Regions from separate parts of the Gossypium hirsutum genome. Here region 1 is linked to region 2. A link is a contact called in public Hi-C data. All regions are on one chromosome and are shown on one strand. The core of a region is the stretch at or near the end of the contact, and the rest is flanking DNA. Distances in the headings are between cores, read along the strand shown.

What was found. A called contact is a pair of places that touch in the nucleus more often than the background predicts.
Region 1: a Hi-C map of seedling shows a contact between it and region 2, with 2.4 times the contacts expected there. The contact joins the promoter of LOC107946855 here to the promoter of LOC107955124 in region 2. A contact is called at or near these places in 4 of 34 Hi-C or Micro-C datasets (callus, hypocotyl, leaf and 1 more).

The regions. Positions count from the first base shown.
Region 1 is chrD12:55,725,323-55,729,430 of Gossypium_hirsutum_v2.1, forward strand. It overlaps LOC107946855, which reads left to right and starts at 1,349. Exons shown (of 2, transcript XR_001697015.2): 1 at 1,349-1,807.
Region 2 is chrD12:55,591,231-55,595,659 of Gossypium_hirsutum_v2.1, forward strand. LOC107955124 (23.6 kDa heat shock protein, mitochondrial) reads left to right here and starts at 1,300. Exons shown (of 2, transcript XM_016890849.2): 1 at 1,300-1,807; 2 at 1,918-2,501. The coding sequence starts at 1,597. The coding sequence ends at 2,333.

The DNA of each region.
Region 1 (4,108 bases), core at 99-2,598, 130 kb after region 2:
TTATTTCCTTTAAATTTCTTTTCACATAATTGGCTTCTTTCTTCCACTTTAATTTTAGTCCTTTTAGATTTTTTATGGTATCCCTTCTGTTTCTTTAGAATTTTTATCGTATCACTTTTAAATTATTTTTTAGGGAAAAAGTCATAGAATAGATGACTTGAACTGAGCATTTGAAACCATGATTTCAAATAATAATAAAAAATTGATAAAGCTCGAAGTTTTTCAAATCAAATATTGATTTTAAACTTGGATTTTAACTCAAGCCAAAATTTTTAGCTTTTGGAAAATATTTTTTAATGAATTTATATTTTTATCCCCTCATTAAATATTTTATTTTATAACTTTATGTTTAAAATAGATATTTTATATTCTCATAAGCAATTTTTGACAATAACGGTAAATACTATTAAAAAAACACCTTTTCATGGTATTTTTTAACCTTAATGTGTTTAGCTTTTAAGTTTTTTATATTGATAAAATGAATATCATAAAAAAATTATCATTTCAAATTGGGTTTTAAATTTAATTGGGTATTGAGTTGTAAAGTTTTAATGGGTTTCGGCTTTTAAGAATATTAAATTTTAATGTATATTTAAGCTTAAGATTTAAATTTGGATTTAAGTATATAAATAAGTTATGGTCTTATGGGTTTAATAGCTAAAATTTTAATCGATTTATTAGATTTAAAAATATAAAAACAGAAAATCAATCGAATAAACTAATTAAACTGAACTTTAAAATCGGTTAAATAAAAAAACTGAAAAAAAATCGAATTTTCATTTCAGTTCACTTTAATTTTTTAAATTTTAAAAAAAAATGTACACCCTAAGTGAATGTAGCTAATGCCTTTTTTTTTTTTGTATGAATCACCTTCTTTAATATATGAAAATTTTTGTTTTTGTTTTATTTTTGGTGAAAACAAAACGAAGTTATTACATAAGCCTAATCAAATCTAAAGGAGTTTCTTCAATTAACTGAACAGTCTCATTCTTGTCAAAAGTCATCTTAATAATATAATCTGCTTCTAAATTGTTTTTGCTTCTTTCTTTTGGCATGAGTAGACATGAAAATTAAGGTTTCTAAAAGAAGAAACGTTGATCTCATTACTCAAGTTAGACCTACCCATGGGTTGAGCCACCGGGTCCGACTCGAAGGCCTGCTCGAAAATTGAGAGGATTTGAAAAAAAATATATGCCGAAAAATGGGCTTGTGCAAAAAAAAAGACCCGTTTAGAAAACGGGTCAAGCCTTGGGTAAGACATTTTTGGTCCAAGCTCGGCCCAGCCCGAATTCACAAAAGGATAAAAAAAATGTTTTTTTTTTTGTTTTAGTATTATTTTCTTGTTATTTTCTCCCTATTTTACTACCATTTTACTATTATATTACTACTATTTTATTGTTATTGTTTTTTTTTTTAAATTGCAACTGAGATATAATAAAAGAGCCAAATAGGCTTAGTAGTCCAGTTAAGCAGACCTAAAACAAAACTAATAAAAATAGAACAGGCCTCCAACGTATTGGCCCATAATTCAAAAAAATAAACTGAAAAAAGAAATGACCCTAATAAAATAAGAAAATACAAATAAAGAAAATAATGCTTCTAGAAATCTCAGTTGATCAGAAACAGCTGGCCTCCATTATCTTTTCATTTCCCATCACCGATCCAGCCATTAATAGTAGCAGATTTCCCCAAATCTTTTTGCCGTTTGCTACTCCTTCCAACAGTCACCTCTTTGCTCTTAATCTTAATATCTTGGATTTATCCTCTCCGCTGCTTGTTGGACGGTATTCGGAATCGCCCCAGCCAGGTAATGTTCTTCTCCCTTCTTTAAAGCTTCTATTGCAACCAAATGGGCAAAAATATTATCAGTTCTCGGAATATAACAAAAACAGATACTATTAAAATTGGTTTTAATCTCTTGAATATCTTTGATGATTGCTCCGATGACCGATCTGTCTTGTTCTGAACTTTGACACTTTTTGATAATCATTTTCGAATCTCCCATTATTTGTAAATCTTTAAGCCCCATAGATCTTCCTAACTCTAAAGCTTGTAACCCTGCATGTGCTTCTGCCGCGAATGGAGTTGCAATGTTGGTATGGATATTGTATAACATTTGTTTTATTGTTAAATTTGTTATTATTTTAGAGGCATTTGCTTGTTAAGTTATATCTAGTTTACTGTTATTTAAGTATACATATTTTTTAAAATTTATTTTCAATTTGTTGAAAAATATTTATTTTAATGTTTTTAGTATTTTTTATATAATATATATTTAAAAAATAAATAAAAATATAAAAAAATACCTACGGACTGAGTTCAAATTTTAGTATTTTTATCCAGACCGGGCTTTGACAAAATTTTAAACCTATTTTTTAGCCGGACCTAAACCTAACGAACATACCTAAATTTTTTATTGAGCCCTTCCCGAATCCAAACTCGCAATAACCACCTCTAACTCAAGCCAGGCCTTACAAAATTATTGCAATAGTGAGCTGGTTTTATTTATAAAAATCATTTTGAATCAAATTCACAATTAAAAAATAAATACAGAGGAGCAGTGACTTTTGAATTTGTTGGTCGGATTTTCATCCTTAATTCTATCTTCTTGGCTCATTCCTAAAAAATAAATAATAAAGAATTTTTTTTGCAAATTATTACACTCGATTGGTTAAGGACTACATATAATTAAGAATCATTTTTTGAAAAAGACAAAATTATCACTTCATCATAGATGTAGTCAGACAATCTTTACATATAAATAATGATGTAATCTGCACAAACCAATTTTGAATCCTTTCGTTCCTCGTCAAAACACTATCCATACCCTTGTTTAAAGAAAAGTGTTGAGCAGGGAGGTAGGCAAAAATGGAAGTCTATTAAAATTTTTAAAATTTTAAATTAGTTACACTTTAATTCATTTAAAAATGATAAAAATTTAATTTAATTCTTTAAAATTATAAATATATAAAATATTAAAATAATAAAAATCTCAAAGGTTAATTAAGGATTATAAATATATATTAAAAGAATTCTCTTTCATTCCCATTATTACGTGCATGCATCGATTCATTAGGTTGTCTGTGACCATTTTTTTGTTTAAAGGAAGCAAGGTATATAATTATTATTTTTATTAATTATTCCATATAACATAAATAAGTAGAATTCTTTAGAAGTTGAGATATCTATAATGTAATATAAATATTGGTGGTACCATATGAACTTCAAATGAGAAAGAGGGAAAGTAGGATCAAATTCTTTCATTATTACACCAATAAACCTTATTATTTACGAGCATGGACAAACAATGGTTATCTACAGAAAATACAAACATCATTATGATTTTACAATTGCAGAAATCCCAGAGATATAAAATAAATAGTAAGATAAGAAATAATAATGCAGTCCTCCTCCTGAATTAAACTAAAACATGGTAAACCAACCTAATGAATGTTATATTAGGACAAAACATTGAGTTTTAGGTGTGCCATAAAGATAGGATAATTATTTGGTTCATTCAGCTTTTTATTGCATAACCTAAGAAAAAGCTTGTGCACACTGAATTAATGAAATATAATGCAAGTTTTATTACATTAACCACTTTCCACACATTTCTTACATTCTTTATGCTAATAAAACATGGTAAATTGGACAAAGAATATAATAAAAGAAAGGCAGGATGGGTAGGTAGAGGAGGATAAACTGTGAACTCATTAGAGAGAGGGATAAAAACAGATAATCAATTATTTAATACATGTGGGTCGGACCAGGAGTGCTTGATTCCCCTTTGCATGGATGAATGATATTGATCACCAATATTCCATGTTCAAACAAATATTGCAACCTTCTTCACTGAACAAACAGTTGGCTCTCGTTCTTATAAACGAAACAGAAACTTAACCTGAAATCCTGCATGGATGCAACCCGCAAGAATGATGATGAGAAGTGAAAAACACCCATTTGATTATAGGGAGTTTACATGCTAGAAAGTATGATTAAGATGATGATGATGAAGAAACCAGAGAAAAGTATAAATAGGGATAGGTAAAGGGGGGGGGGAGGTAAAGCTTTTGAGGTGAGTGGGCGAGGCCTGAAATATGATTTGCCG
Region 2 (4,429 bases), core at 50-2,549:
TCTTTTGTTTGTTTCGTCAAAGGTCTGTGGTAGCAATTTTCCGTCACCTTTGCTTTGACCCCGTTAATTACAAATTTTCTGTTAGCTATATTTTAAATTAGGGTAAATTGTTAAAATAGTCATTTTTATTTGTTTTAGGTTATATTTTAGTCACTTATATTTGAAATGTTACGTTTTAGTCATTACGTTATCGTTTTGTTACGAAATAGGCATTCTACCATTAAGCTGTGTTATATTTCAAACAACCGTTCAACGTGGCTGTTAAAATTTATTTTAAATGCCAACGTAGATATCCAGTTGAGATAAAAAATTTTAATTGTTTTTTTATAAAAATAGATTACAACATTTTACCTAGTTGAAATTTTTTTTATTACCATAAAAAAGAGAAGAGCATAACGACAAAAAAGAATGAGAAAAATCTAAATCATTCTCATTTCTTTTTACTCTCACAACAATAGAAAATAAATACATTCATAATCCCCAAAGCAACAATTTATCCCTATATATACCATTAACCCAACCTTTAAATCCTAGATACCCAATGCAATACAAGAAACACAACTATTACAACAATCCAAATCATTCTCTCCTTTCTCTTCTCCCTCTCCAAGTTTCTCACTTTCCTTAACAGTCCAACAAGCACCACCTCTGCATGAGATATTATAGGTGGATCAAATTAGTAGAAGAAACGCAACGCCTTCTCCTATTCTCATAATTTAGACACTCGAAAAATTTTCTACCTAAATTTTCATTTAATCATGAAATTATCAATATAGTTGGGCAACAACAATAGCAAGCAGATAGAAACGTTGGTGCATCCATTTTTTCTTCTTCTTTATTGTTCTGCTCTTCTATTCTCTTCTTTGATGGTAACAAAAAAATCAACTGGGCAAAATTTTGTATTTTATTTTCATAAAAAAAGTTAACTTTTCTTGACATCCCAATTAACATTTAAAATACATGTTAACTATCATGCCGGACTGCCGTTTGGAAGGTAATAAATATTAACGGTAAATTGACCATTTCATAACAAAACGACAATGTATGTGACTAAAACGTAACATTTCAAATATAAGTGATTAAAATGTAACCTGAGACAAATAAAAGTAGTTATTTTAATAAATTGCCCTTTAAATTATTAGATAGTTGATAATTTTTTTTCATATTTACGTTATTTCACATAAATGAACATGATTTACATTTTTAAGTTTTTTCCCCTAAAATCAAGTGTCCAATAAATCACCGACAAAAGTTGCAAATATATACCTCCTTTTCCTGTCTGCACCTAAAAACCAGGAGAGTTCCCGACTTTTCTAGAGGAAATGCAAATTGCAAAATTCAAAGCCAAATAGGCCTAAGCCCAAAAAAATATATGTGCGTAGTGCGTTTCTTGGGATACAAGCATATCTCCAGCCACTACATGTGACATGTACCCTTCTAGAAATTTCTCTCTAGCAGCTTCCTCCTTTCGTTATAAAACCCACCATTTCACCCATCTGTAGCAGGCGGAAATTCCAAAAGCAGTGTTGGCTCGTAAGCTTTCTTCGTGCTCTCCAAGCAAGTTTGAGAAATTTTATTTTTTAGCAATCAACAGTGATGGCTTCATCTCTAGCTCTCAAGAGGCTCCTCTCATGCAACATCCTCCCTAGCTCCTTGCGGGTGGTCCGCCCAATGGCCATCGCTCCATCCTCCTCCAGGCTCTTTAACACCAATGCCATGCGTGAGTTCGACGACGATGGTGATGGGCGTGACCTCAGTGATGAACGCCAGCGTTCACTTTCTCGCCGCGGTGACGGTTTCTTCACAGGTAGTCGCTCATCGTTCTGTGTTCCATTTTGAGTTCTTTCTTCTTCTCCTTCTTTTTTTCCCTTCTGGGTATCGAAAATTGATGCTGATTTCGGCCTTTTTCATGTGCAGAGGTGTTCGATCCTTTTGCTCCAACAAGGAGCCTGAGCCAAGTCCTGAACATGATGGATCAGTTCATGGAGAGCCCATTTCTCTCCGCTTCCCGTGGCATGGGGGGTGGTCTCCGCCGAAGCTGGGACGCTAAGGAAACGGAGGATGCCTTGAACCTTAGGATTGATATGCCAGGGCTTGGGAAAGAGGATGTCAAAGTGTCTGTGGAACAGAACACTCTGGTGATCAAAGGCGAGGCCGAAGAATCCAAAGAGGAGGAAAATGGCGGGAGGTACACCAGCAGGATCCATTTGCCTGAAAAAGTTTACAAGACTGACCAGATTAAGGCTGAGATGAAAAACGGTGTGCTCAAAGTGGTTGTTCCAAAGATGAAGGAGGAGGAGAGGAATGATGTGATTCAGGTTCAAATTGACTGAGTTAACTGGTTGCATACGGATGAGGCTAAGTGGGTTTTCTTTGGTTTGGGGCTTTGGGTCTTGTACGTATTTAGTTTTGATAATAAGGGCTTCGAGTATAATACGAGAAAATATTAATGTAGAACTTTCATTTTGTGTTAACAGAAAACCTTGTTAATTTTGGATCTAGATTTTTGCTCTGCTTGCACATGGAAAAAGACTTGAAATTAGTAACCAGATGATGAACAAGTTCTAATTTGTTTAATGCTCGTCGACCATTGAACGTTCCCCCTGTATGACGCTTCATTCAAAGTTGCGGAGGTGGCAATGCTTTTCCCCAATTCGCTTTTTTATCTATCTTCTTCTGCGACGGTACCCTTCAAGCTTCGAACGTGTGAAAGTGACTGTGAGCTGTTATTCTTAGTACCGTAAATCCGATTCCAATGTTATAGCAGGCGTCCTCAAATTGTTTAACAACGTTAAAACGTTACCTTTAAGTGCCTGAACTTTGACGGAGAAAATTGTCACACAAGACGAGAGCGTAAAAAAAATAGAGAGATAAGATTAGAATTAAGATGAAACTGAAACTTTTATTGATAAAATCTACAACCAGTACAAGCAAATGTAGACATTGCATTGCTACCTGTCTTTACAAAGTGAGCTAGAATGTATGAACAGAAACTTGAACACCTAGCTAATTCACAATTCCAGCTGTTTCTCTTTGATCGTGGTTCACCATCGCAACTTCATATTCATCTGCCAACTGCTTAGCTCCTAAAATTTCAGCTTCCAGCTCTGCCTCGCTTTCGTGTTTAGTTCTAGATTCATCACAGAACATTACGAAAATGGCCATGCCACCGTAATTCTTTAGCATATCTACTTTTTCTCTCAAGAGGGAAAAGAAATCGAGGAAAAAACAAACGAAAATGCAAAATAGGAAAAACTGGGTTTCATGATTTTTGGGATTGCTTCTCCTTTCTGTTCCATCGGTTTAGGGTGGGATCAAGAGCAGGTATTTGGATTCGATTCGAGTCGATCACCCATAAATCTGGGTCGGAATTCTCCCACATCAGATTTGAATACTACTCACCAATCACCATATAATTTTATGATACGTCACTCATTCATTCATTCTTAAGCCAGCTCATAGCTCTAGCCTCTGATGGCAGAGCTAACATGAGTAAGATTCTATTATTAAAAAAAAGCAAGTGTTTGCTACAATATATAAAACTAAAGTTAACTAGTCATTGGTTATTGCCGACATACCAATTCCCATGCATCGCAAATACATCTGATTCTCATAATTGATACAATAGTAATCTTCTCTTTTACATTATCTGTCAATGTCAAAAAGTGTCGCATATTGTATTTGCAATCATAGTAAAGAAATCATCAATCCGCCTTGATGAATGTTCATATCGTCTCTTATTTTTTTTCTGCCATACAGTGTAAATACTAAATCCTTGCATTCCAGGCTAATCTTTGCAGTCCTTTTTCTCAAGCAGTTGTATTCGATTGAAGAAGCTTCACCAGGACCTTTCTTACTTCGTGGCCGCTTTTCCAAGTCTGACTGAACCCGATTTCAGGTTCCTAGGTATGGAAGTCTCCGATGAGGAAATAAGGAGGAAAATTTTTTATATGGCCCCAGTCAAGGCACTGGGTTGCGATGACTTGCATTTTCTGTTCTTCCAAAATCAATGGCACACGGCTGATCCTTCGATCTGTGAAGCTCGAGTTTAACTTTGTGATTAATAAAGAATCTCTTCGGTTACGGGCTATGAGATAAAAGTATAATTTTTTTTATGAATGCCATATTAATTTAGAGAGATCTCAGTGCATTCGAGATAATCTTGGATTGGCTATTGGGGACGCTAAAAGTGTGAAATTTTGGAAAGATGTATGGGTTACTGCCTTACTGGGGCTATTGGAACAACATTGTGTTGATCCTGCGAGTATAGATGTTAACGTTCACATATCCTCCATGGTGGATGATGAGGGAGAATGGCAGTGTCCAGATCTAAATCGGCTCAATGATGCCGAAGTTAGCAAGTATTCCTCCACCTTTTGTACAAGCTGGTCTGGATAATATTATTTGGCGCTGGTCTGATGATGGAGTC